Linked DNA regions of Macaca mulatta: region 2 is linked to region 1. The links are chromatin contacts, called in public Hi-C maps. All regions are on one chromosome and are shown on one strand. The core of a region is the stretch at or near the end of the contact, and the rest is flanking DNA. Distances in the headings are between cores, read along the strand shown. Region 1 holds the start of H2AC15 (H2A clustered histone 15). Region 2 holds the start of H1-4 (H1.4 linker histone, cluster member).

The links. A called contact is a pair of places that touch in the nucleus more often than the background predicts.
Region 2: a contact with region 1 is called in a Hi-C map of fetal cortex germinal zone, with 3 times the contacts expected there. The contact joins the promoter of H1-4 here to the promoter of H2AC15 in region 1. A contact is called at or near these places in 2 of 14 Hi-C or Micro-C datasets (fetal cortex germinal zone and liver).

The regions. Positions count from the first base shown.
Region 1 is chr4:155,462,126-155,466,522 of T2T-MMU8v2.0, reverse strand. H2AC15 (H2A clustered histone 15) reads right to left here and starts at 2,275. Exons shown (of 1, transcript XM_015135765.3): 1 at 1-2,275. The coding sequence starts at 2,240. The coding sequence ends at 1,848. It overlaps H2BC15 (H2B clustered histone 15), which reads left to right and starts at 2,469. Exons shown (of 1, transcript XM_078000798.1): 1 at 2,469-2,944. The coding sequence starts at 2,564. The coding sequence ends at 2,944.
Region 2 is chr4:156,953,239-156,957,635 of T2T-MMU8v2.0, reverse strand. H1-4 (H1.4 linker histone, cluster member) reads left to right here and starts at 2,277. Exons shown (of 2, transcript XM_078000870.1): 1 at 2,277-4,397. The coding sequence starts at 2,340. The coding sequence ends at 2,999. H2BC5 (H2B clustered histone 5) reads left to right here and starts at 3,986. Exons shown (of 3, transcript XR_013416797.1): 1 at 3,986-4,397.

The DNA.
Region 1 (4,397 bases), core at 1,026-3,525:
AAAATTAATGTATTTCAATGGACTAGAGATCCTGTAGAAATTCGTTTTCATTAACATGTCTTTATGAGGAACACAGTAGCTTATATAAGTTTAGGTGGAGAGGAATAGAAGGCCCTCTCTAGCTAGGAGGACTGGTGATCTGAGGAGGAAGGGAGTGATCTTGATGAGAGAAAGGAAGCAGGAAAAACTGACAGGAACAGGGCTATATGATTATGATATAATAAAAAACCTGACTTACAATGTCCATCATTCATACTGTTTTTAAGTAACACGTTCTAACGTAATCTCACACCCTAACCCCAACCCTTTCCCATCATTTACATAAACAGTCCATTATGACATGTATTCTTTGCCCAAGTCAACTTGAAGCTCCTTTTGGATATAGACGTTATGTATCTGGATTAATATTGTATTCCCATTTAGGAGGGTGCCTGGCACACCATAGGTGCTGGGAAAGATTCAATTGAACTGGAATAGGTAGGCCAAACGCACGTGGGGTCCTAAATTCTGCAGAAGGGTCAGATACCCAAATTCTGCTTCCATGGTCTTATGAAGTATAAACTAAAAGCCCAAGCAAGGAGCAAAGGTTAGTTTACCAATTTTCTCTCTGGAACCCAGGTACACTGAAAACTATTATTTAGCTAGCTTTCAGTCCTCTGTAATACAGAAAGTAAGTATCTGACACTAGGTTCATTTGAAACACTCTTGCTCTGTCACACAAGCTGGACTGCAGTGGTGCAATCATAGCTCATTGCACCCTCGAACTCCTGGGCTCAAGTGATCCTTCTGGTCTCAGCCTCCCGAGTAGCTAGGACTACAGGCTATGAGACACCAGGCACAGTCAGTTATTCTACTTTTGTAAAGATCAGGCTGACTTCGGACACCAAGGCTCTAGCCGTCCTTCCGCCTCGGCTTCCCAAAGTGGTTGTGTTACCGGATGGTGCCAAGCAGTTCCAGGCTCTTGGTGCCAGGAGCAAACTAGTCGACACACACTCAGATAGCAAAGCAAAGCAGCAAAAGTTTATTAAGCAGAGTATTACACTCTCGGCGTGGGAGAGCGCATTGACCTCTGCGAGATGAGATCAGCATCAGCTTGTTGCAGTTTAAGTCTTTTTATGTGTGTGCGTGTGTTTTTCTCTTCCCAGTGCCGCCTAATCTATAGCCAGTATCTGCCCTTTTATTGATAGGTTTGTTGCTTAGTTACTTTGGCCTCTGTGGCTTGTGCATCACCTCTATCTCATAATCTTAAATACATGCAAGATATGCAGCCCATATGCATGAACCTTAAGTAGCTGATTATCATATGGGCTTTTGTTAAGGATACTTTTTCCTTCCTAATACGCATGCCCATCTCTGAAGAGCTGCCTTTTACTGGTTTGTTCCAGATCTTGCCGGCCACGAGGTCCTTGCTCACATTATCTCACCTTTGTTTCGGCTGCAAAAGGTTCACTGCTTGTTATCTCGCTTCTTGTTCACCCGCCCGTCCACCTTAGTTCTGCCCTTTGCTTTTACTTATTCAGCCCTCTAACCAACTTCCAGCTCCCTTTGTTATTCTCTTGCCCCACTTTTCCTATTGTTTTCAGCTGTATTGCGGGCGCGAGCTGCCGCGCCTAAATTTCTTGATGTGCAGCGAATATTTCAATGTCTACTTTCTATCTCAAAACAATGTGGTGTAAAAGCCCTTTGGTTTTGCTTCATCTCTATACAGCATTTCAGTGCCATTGCAAGATGACTCGACATCGGATAAAACTGTGGAACACAGCTCTACTTGGTGAAAAAGTAGGTGGCTCTGAAAAGAACCTTTTTGGTTTGGACCGAGGTATGAGTAATGCACTACTCCAGACCCACTACTTGCCCTTGGCCTTGTGGTGGCTCTCAGTTTTCTTAGGCAGCAGCACGGCCTGGATGTTGGGCAGAACACCACCCTGGGCGATGGTCACTTTACCAAGCAGCTTGTTGAGCTCCTCGTCGTTGCGGATGGCCAGCTGCAGGTGGCGCGGGATGATGCGGGTCTTCTTGTTGTCTCGGGCCGCGTTCCCAGCCAGCTCCAGGATCTCGGCGGTCAGGTACTCCAGCACCGCCGCCAGGTACACAGGCGCGCCGGCACCTACCCGCTCGGCATAGTTGCCCTTGCGGAGCAGTCGGTGCACTCGGCCCACGGGGAACTGAAGACCCGCCCTAGAAGAGCGGGTCTTAGCTTTGGCGCGAGCTTTGCCGCCCTGCTTGCCACGTCCCGACATGACAAATACACTCAATCAGCAGCGTGCCTGAGACTGATGCAACACTAAGGCTCGGCTACTTATAGTCAATACAGGCACGAAAACTAAGCTATGCTATTGGCTAACATTACAGTTTCGCTTTAACCAATGGGATTGCGGTTTTGAAAAACACTTATTTTGATTGGACAAAGTTAATATACGTTTCCAGGACTCACCACTAGTTAAACGCACACCTTCATTGTCTGCTCCATTTGCGTTAAGAAGCAGGGAATAAGCGGTAGTTAGACAGTGCTACCGACTTCCTTCCCTTTTTTTCTCTAATTTTCCGGCAGTTACTACCAGCCATGCCTGAACCCTCAAAGTCTGCTCCCGCCCCAAAGAAAGGCTCCAAGAAGGCGGTGACAAAAGCCCAGAAGAAGGACGGCAAGAAGCGCAAGCGCAGCCGCAAGGAGAGCTACTCCGTGTACGTGTACAAGGTTCTGAAGCAGGTCCACCCCGACACCGGCATCTCGTCCAAGGCCATGGGAATCATGAATTCCTTCGTCAATGACATCTTCGAGCGCATCGCGGGTGAGGCTTCCCGCCTGGCGCATTACAACAAGCGCTCGACCATCACCTCCAGGGAGATCCAGACGGCTGTGCGCCTGCTGCTCCCCGGGGAGCTGGCCAAGCACGCGGTATCGGAGGGCACCAAGGCCGTCACCAAGTACACCAGCTCCAAGTGAGCCCGCCCACCGCGGAACGTTCGGTCAGTCTCGGCCCACACCCCAAAGGCTCTTTTCAGAGCCACTCAGTCTTCCCAAAGAGAGCTGGCACTCACTTTTCTTACAGCAGATATTTGTTACTCGTTACAAAGAAGATTTACAAGATTCCTTACTTTATCCTTGTTAGAAACTAATTTTGGCTCAAGCCTCTAATCCCAGCACTCTGGGGAGCCGAGGCGGGTGGATCACGTGAGGTTAGGAGTTCAAGACGAGCCTGGCCAACATGGTGAAACCCCGTCTCTACTAAAAATACAAAAAAATTAGCTGGGCGTGGTGGCGGACGCCTGTAATCTCAGCTACTCGGGAAGCTGAGGCAGGAGAATCGCTTGAACCCGGGAGACTGAGGTTGCAGTGAGCCGAGATCGGGCCATTGCACTCCAGCCTGGGCAATAAGAGCGAAACTCTGTCTCAAAAAAGAAAGAAAAAATTAATTAGCACTGCAGTGTACTGCATGTTGCAGCAACGCTTGAGACAATTTTTTATCTGAAGAAGGATCAGGTTTATCATCAGACAAACCTAGTAAAGGGAAAATTCAATTCCTGTTGACCACAAATAAAATACAATATTTAAGTGTCAACTGGTAAAATATCCATAGTGTTTCCGGCGCTCTGTCCCTAAACTTCATGTGTACTTTAGTAATGAAGCAGTTGGCACACACAGAAACGTACAAATCGACTTAAACTTGTTTGTTTTGAGAGTGGTGCTGTTTCTCCTCCCTTGTTCCCAGTTTGAGTTTGCTAAATATTGAGATAGGCAGCAGAAAAAAGTTTGAACCCAGTTTACAGCATAGTACACGTCAATCGGGCCGAGTTGATGTCGATGGCCAATCCCGACGCTGCGCGGGCAGTTTGAAACTTGACCACCGTTTTCTCTGGTGAGTGTTCTAATTGGGAAAATTCTTGGCAGTGCGGGTTTTTTGGAGGACTCTTGCCGTTTTACTCATTCCCATATTTCTCTTGTGTGGATCCTGTTTATGAACATAGTTTCTATTCCCTACCTTTTCTGTTAGGATCTGCTCCATGTTTTCTTATCTGTGTCACTTGCATTTACTGTATCTCTATTAATTGGAATAAATTTTAAAAGAAAAAAAAATAGAGGAGGAGAAGGGCTGTTCTCCATTGTTTTCCCCCACCCCCAACTGAGGAAATCAGAGTAAGTGTCTTCATTTTAAACACTTAGGAGTGGCATATTTAAAAGTATTTTGGTCTTTGCCAAGAATCAGTGTGGGAACTCTTCCACATCGAATTGTATTTGCTGAAGATTTTTGATAGTATTTTTTATCCAGTAAGTGCACTCCAGTGACCCAACTATTTGACTCCTAGATGTTTACATGAGAGAATATTTTGCACACATGCAAGAGGAGACATATGAGAATGGAAAATATGCTATTTTTAATAGATAAAAATACTAGAGA
Region 2 (4,397 bases), core at 1,028-3,527, 1.5 Mb before region 1:
CTGGCTAACTTTATTATTATTATTATTATTATTATCATTACTTTAGCAGAGATGGGGTTTCAGCATGTTGGTCAGGCTGGCCTCGAACTCCTGATCTGAGGTCATCCATTCGCCTTAGCATCCCAAAGTGCTGGGATTACAGGCGTGAGCCACTGCTCCCAGCCCATGCATTTCGAGGCAGAGACAGTGGTTGCAGTGAACAGAGATCCCGCCATTGCACTCCAGCCTAGGTGACATAGTGAGACTCTGTCTCAAAAAAAAAAAAAAAAAAAGAGAGAAAGAAAAGAAAACACACCACAGTGTAAGGGGGCAAGCAGTGGAAACTGAAAGACCACAGAATTTGGAGTTTAACTCCTTCCTAGCCATGAGGAATACACTGGATAAAGTGAGGCATGTGAAAGCAAACTTCCATGTGTTGTGTAACTTTCAGCCATTTACAGGAGTGGTTTTTGTTGTCATTAAATAGGTATAATGTTACCATTCTGGAATCAAATGCCCATATAATCAGTTTCCCTAGTATGTTTTGGAGATTTATCCATCTCCCTTTTTATTTCAATAAACACCAAAGGACATATTTACTTTTGCACTGCTGTGCAATAATTAAATTTTATTTATTTACACATGAAGATATTAAAAACATTGATAATTTACATCACTTTTATACCAAATTCAACATTAAACAGTATTGTGTTGACACATTTCACTCGTGTTATATCAAAATTCTATATTCTCTTTATTTCAGTAGCAGAATTTTTGTCTGGAGATTTTGGGCAATGAAATTAACATTTAAAGTGATATCCAACGCCATATTACAATCAGCCACGTCCACAGAACAGTATCATATCAACTTATAGCATTGGGCAAAATTTTATTTTGTTTCCATGATAAGTGGCTTGTAGTTCCACCCATACTGTTCCAGCCATACCGTTATTCAGAAATAATTCTTTTAGTTGGGCTTTCATTGCCAACCTACATACACTCTTCTTGGTTGGGCAACTACCTAAAGAGATTTACTCAGACATTGTTCAAAGGATGTTTTCAGAGGGCAATGATTTATAATAGCTTAGATAGACTCTCAAAGCTCTGCTTCTGAGATCGAAATTTGAACTTGTCATTTAATCACTACATGTCACTTATTTTTCTTTCTATTGCGCTCTGCGAAGCGTTGGGATACAGTCTTCAGGGGGATTGAAACCATACATGGTGAGTGGACTAGTCATTCCTCAACTATTCAGTAATAATAGCGGCTGGGCTTCTCTAATAATGGGAGTACATATGTTTCAATATACAGTTCTTATTTATTTTCCCTTATTATCAATGTTTGAATTCCAGCTCTAAGCTACTTTATTGCAATTTGGTTCTGAAGCATATGCCAAAAGCACTCAGCAAGGCTGCAGACAAATGCTTTAAAGAAAAGTGCACCTCCACTTCCAGTGACTTTATGAACATCACATTCGAAAATTAATCTTTTTTCAACTCTGTACCCTGAGTATATTTTGGACTTCCCTTCGTTCCCAAATACCCTGAATTCAAGGTATCTCAATCCATGGAGCAGTTGTCCAGAGAAGAGAGAAGCAACAGCCCCGCCCCCAACCCTTGGGAGCAGAAAGGGAAAGAATTATCCAAAGGAATTGTTTTAAAACTCAGATATAGCGGACAGATGTAAAACCACGGCTGCATAGATTGATGTCCCAGGGGTCCAAAACTTAATGTCAAATGAGGAATAATTTGTTTAGCATTAAACTAAACCAGTTTGATGAACTCAAATGCCCTCGGCTCAATAGGCAGGACTCTCCGAGGAGCCTGTGTTACTTCCCTCACTTAAGTGCAGATTTGTAATAAAAATCTTAATGCCAGTGGCATGCTTTTTGGATATATCAGAAGCTAACCACTTGGAGAATCATATTTGAGAGGTCAGAAAACTCCACAGTTAAAGATCGGTTTATAATTTACGAAGAAAATAGAAAGTTTTGTTTCTCTGAGTTGAAATTTGCCAAGCACGGCGGGAAATATTGCAAGTTTTTGGCACAAGGCTTTGTGCTTTCCTCATAATTTGAGATCTGCGTGAAGCCTGAGGGTTCGGGGATCATTATCTGAGAAAAACCGGGTAGTTCGGTGCAGACAATTTTTATATTTTTGGCTTTTTTTGAGGTGTAACAAACACAACTCGGGATCCGAGAGGACACTCTGCGGCTGCCAGCGAGGCGGGCTGGACAGCGCACCAATCACGGCGCAGCTCCGCCCTATATAAACGGGCGGGCGCAGCGCCGCGGCCCGAGTCCCGGCCAGTGCCTCTGCTTCCGGCTCGAATTGCTCTCTCTCTCACGCCTGCCTTCAACATGTCCGAGACTGCGCCTGCCGCGCCCGCTGCTCCGGCCCCAGCCGAGAAAACACCCGTGAAGAAGAAGGCTCGCAAGTCCGCAGGTGCGGCTAAGCGCAAAGCGTCTGGGCCCCCCGTGTCCGAGCTCATTACTAAGGCTGTTGCCGCCTCCAAGGAGCGCAGCGGTGTATCTTTGGCCGCTCTCAAGAAAGCGCTGGCAGCCGCTGGCTATGACGTGGAGAAGAACAACAGCCGCATCAAGCTGGGTCTCAAGAGCCTGGTGAGCAAGGGCACTCTGGTGCAGACCAAGGGCACCGGCGCATCGGGTTCTTTCAAACTCAACAAGAAGGCGGCCTCCGGGGAAGCCAAGCCTAAAGCTAAAAAGGCAGGCGCGGCCAAAGCCAAGAAGCCTACAGGAGCGGCGAAGAAGCCCAAGAAGGCGACGGGGGCAGCCACCCCTAAGAAGAGCGCCAAGAAGACCCCAAAGAAGGCGAAGAAGCCGGCTGCGGCTGCTGGAGCCAAAAAAGCGAAAAGCCCGAAAAAGGCTAAAGCAGCCAAGCCAAAAAAAGCGCCCAAGAGCCCAGCGAAGGCCAAAGCAGTGAAACCCAAGGCGGCTAAACCAAAGACCGCCAAGCCCAAGGCAGCCAAGCCAAAGAAGGCGGCAGCCAAGAAAAAGTAGGAAGTTCCTTTGGCCAACTGCTTAGAAGCTCAACACAACCCAAAGGCTCTTTTCAGAGCCACCCACCGCTTTCAGTAAAAGAGCTGTTACACTATCAGGGGGTGTGGCCGGGAAAACGCCGCTATTGAGGGGCGGGTCTCCCGGGAACAAAGTCGGGAGAGAGGAGCCGTTTTTGGCCAGGGGGTCATTTCGCGTTCCGTCGGCCAAGCAGGAGTGCAGCCGCGTCATTGAGCTTTTATTGCGTTTTCGAATACTGGAGTTAAAACCCATTTCGACCTCCGTAGTACTTAACACTTAGCGAGATCTGGCCTGCAAATAGCATGGGAAAAAAAGTCGGGATTTTCGCGGGCTTCTAGGCTGGGACGTATGAGTTCCGAATAGAGAACACTCAATTTCCGTGCTGGCTCCCTACAGACTATGGCAAGCAATGAAGGAGTGCAGAGGAGTACGTCTCGACACAGGTGGCATAGTACACTATTTCAACCACTGCCACAACTAAAAATTAGAAATTGACACTGCAGAAAATACTTGGTCCTTAAATGTAGCATTTGCATAGATGACTTCCCAAACGCAAAACTGCCAGACTTCCAGGGATATCCCAATTACCATGACTTCTGTATGCAACGAGTCCTATAATTTGTTAGAGGAAGAAAAGAGAACGTGAGCTCTCCTAAAGTATCTTTCAGTATACGTTCTGACACCACAACGCTAATAAAAAGTGTGATCTCAAAAACAACTGCTCCAAGAGAAGTGCACAGCTGACTTGTCTAAAGACGACTATTTATAGTAGCCTCGGGTAGTCTGGTCTGGGCTTTCTGATTGGGTAAAAGTAAAGTAATGAAATAGCCAATGAAAAGGTAGACTTTTAAGTGTCGTTTACATTGGCATTTGTGACGACACACAAAAATTAATCCAATCATAAACGAAATCTGATTAACCTCATTTGAATACCGCATCTATAAATGAACGGGGCATCGGTGGGAGTGATTATTTTCTCAGGTGTTTGCGACAGTGTTGTAATTATTAACGTTGCTATGCCTGAGCCTACCAAGTCTGCTCCTGCCCCAAAGAAGGGCTCCAAGAAGGCGGTGACTAAGGCGCAGAAGAAGGACGGGAAGAAGCGCAAGCGCAGCCGCAAAGAGAGCTATTCCGTGTATGTGTACAAGGTGCTGAAGCAGGTCCACCCCGACACCGGCATCTCTTCCAAGGCTATGGGGATCATGAATTCCTTCGTCAACGACATCTTCGAGCGCATCGCCGGCGAGGCTTCCCGCCTGGCGCACTACAACAAGCGCTCGACCATCACTTCCAGGGAGATCCAGACGGCCGTGCGCCTGCTGCTTCCGGGGGAGCTGGCCAAGCACGCCGTGTCGGAGGGCACCAAGGCCGTCACCAAGT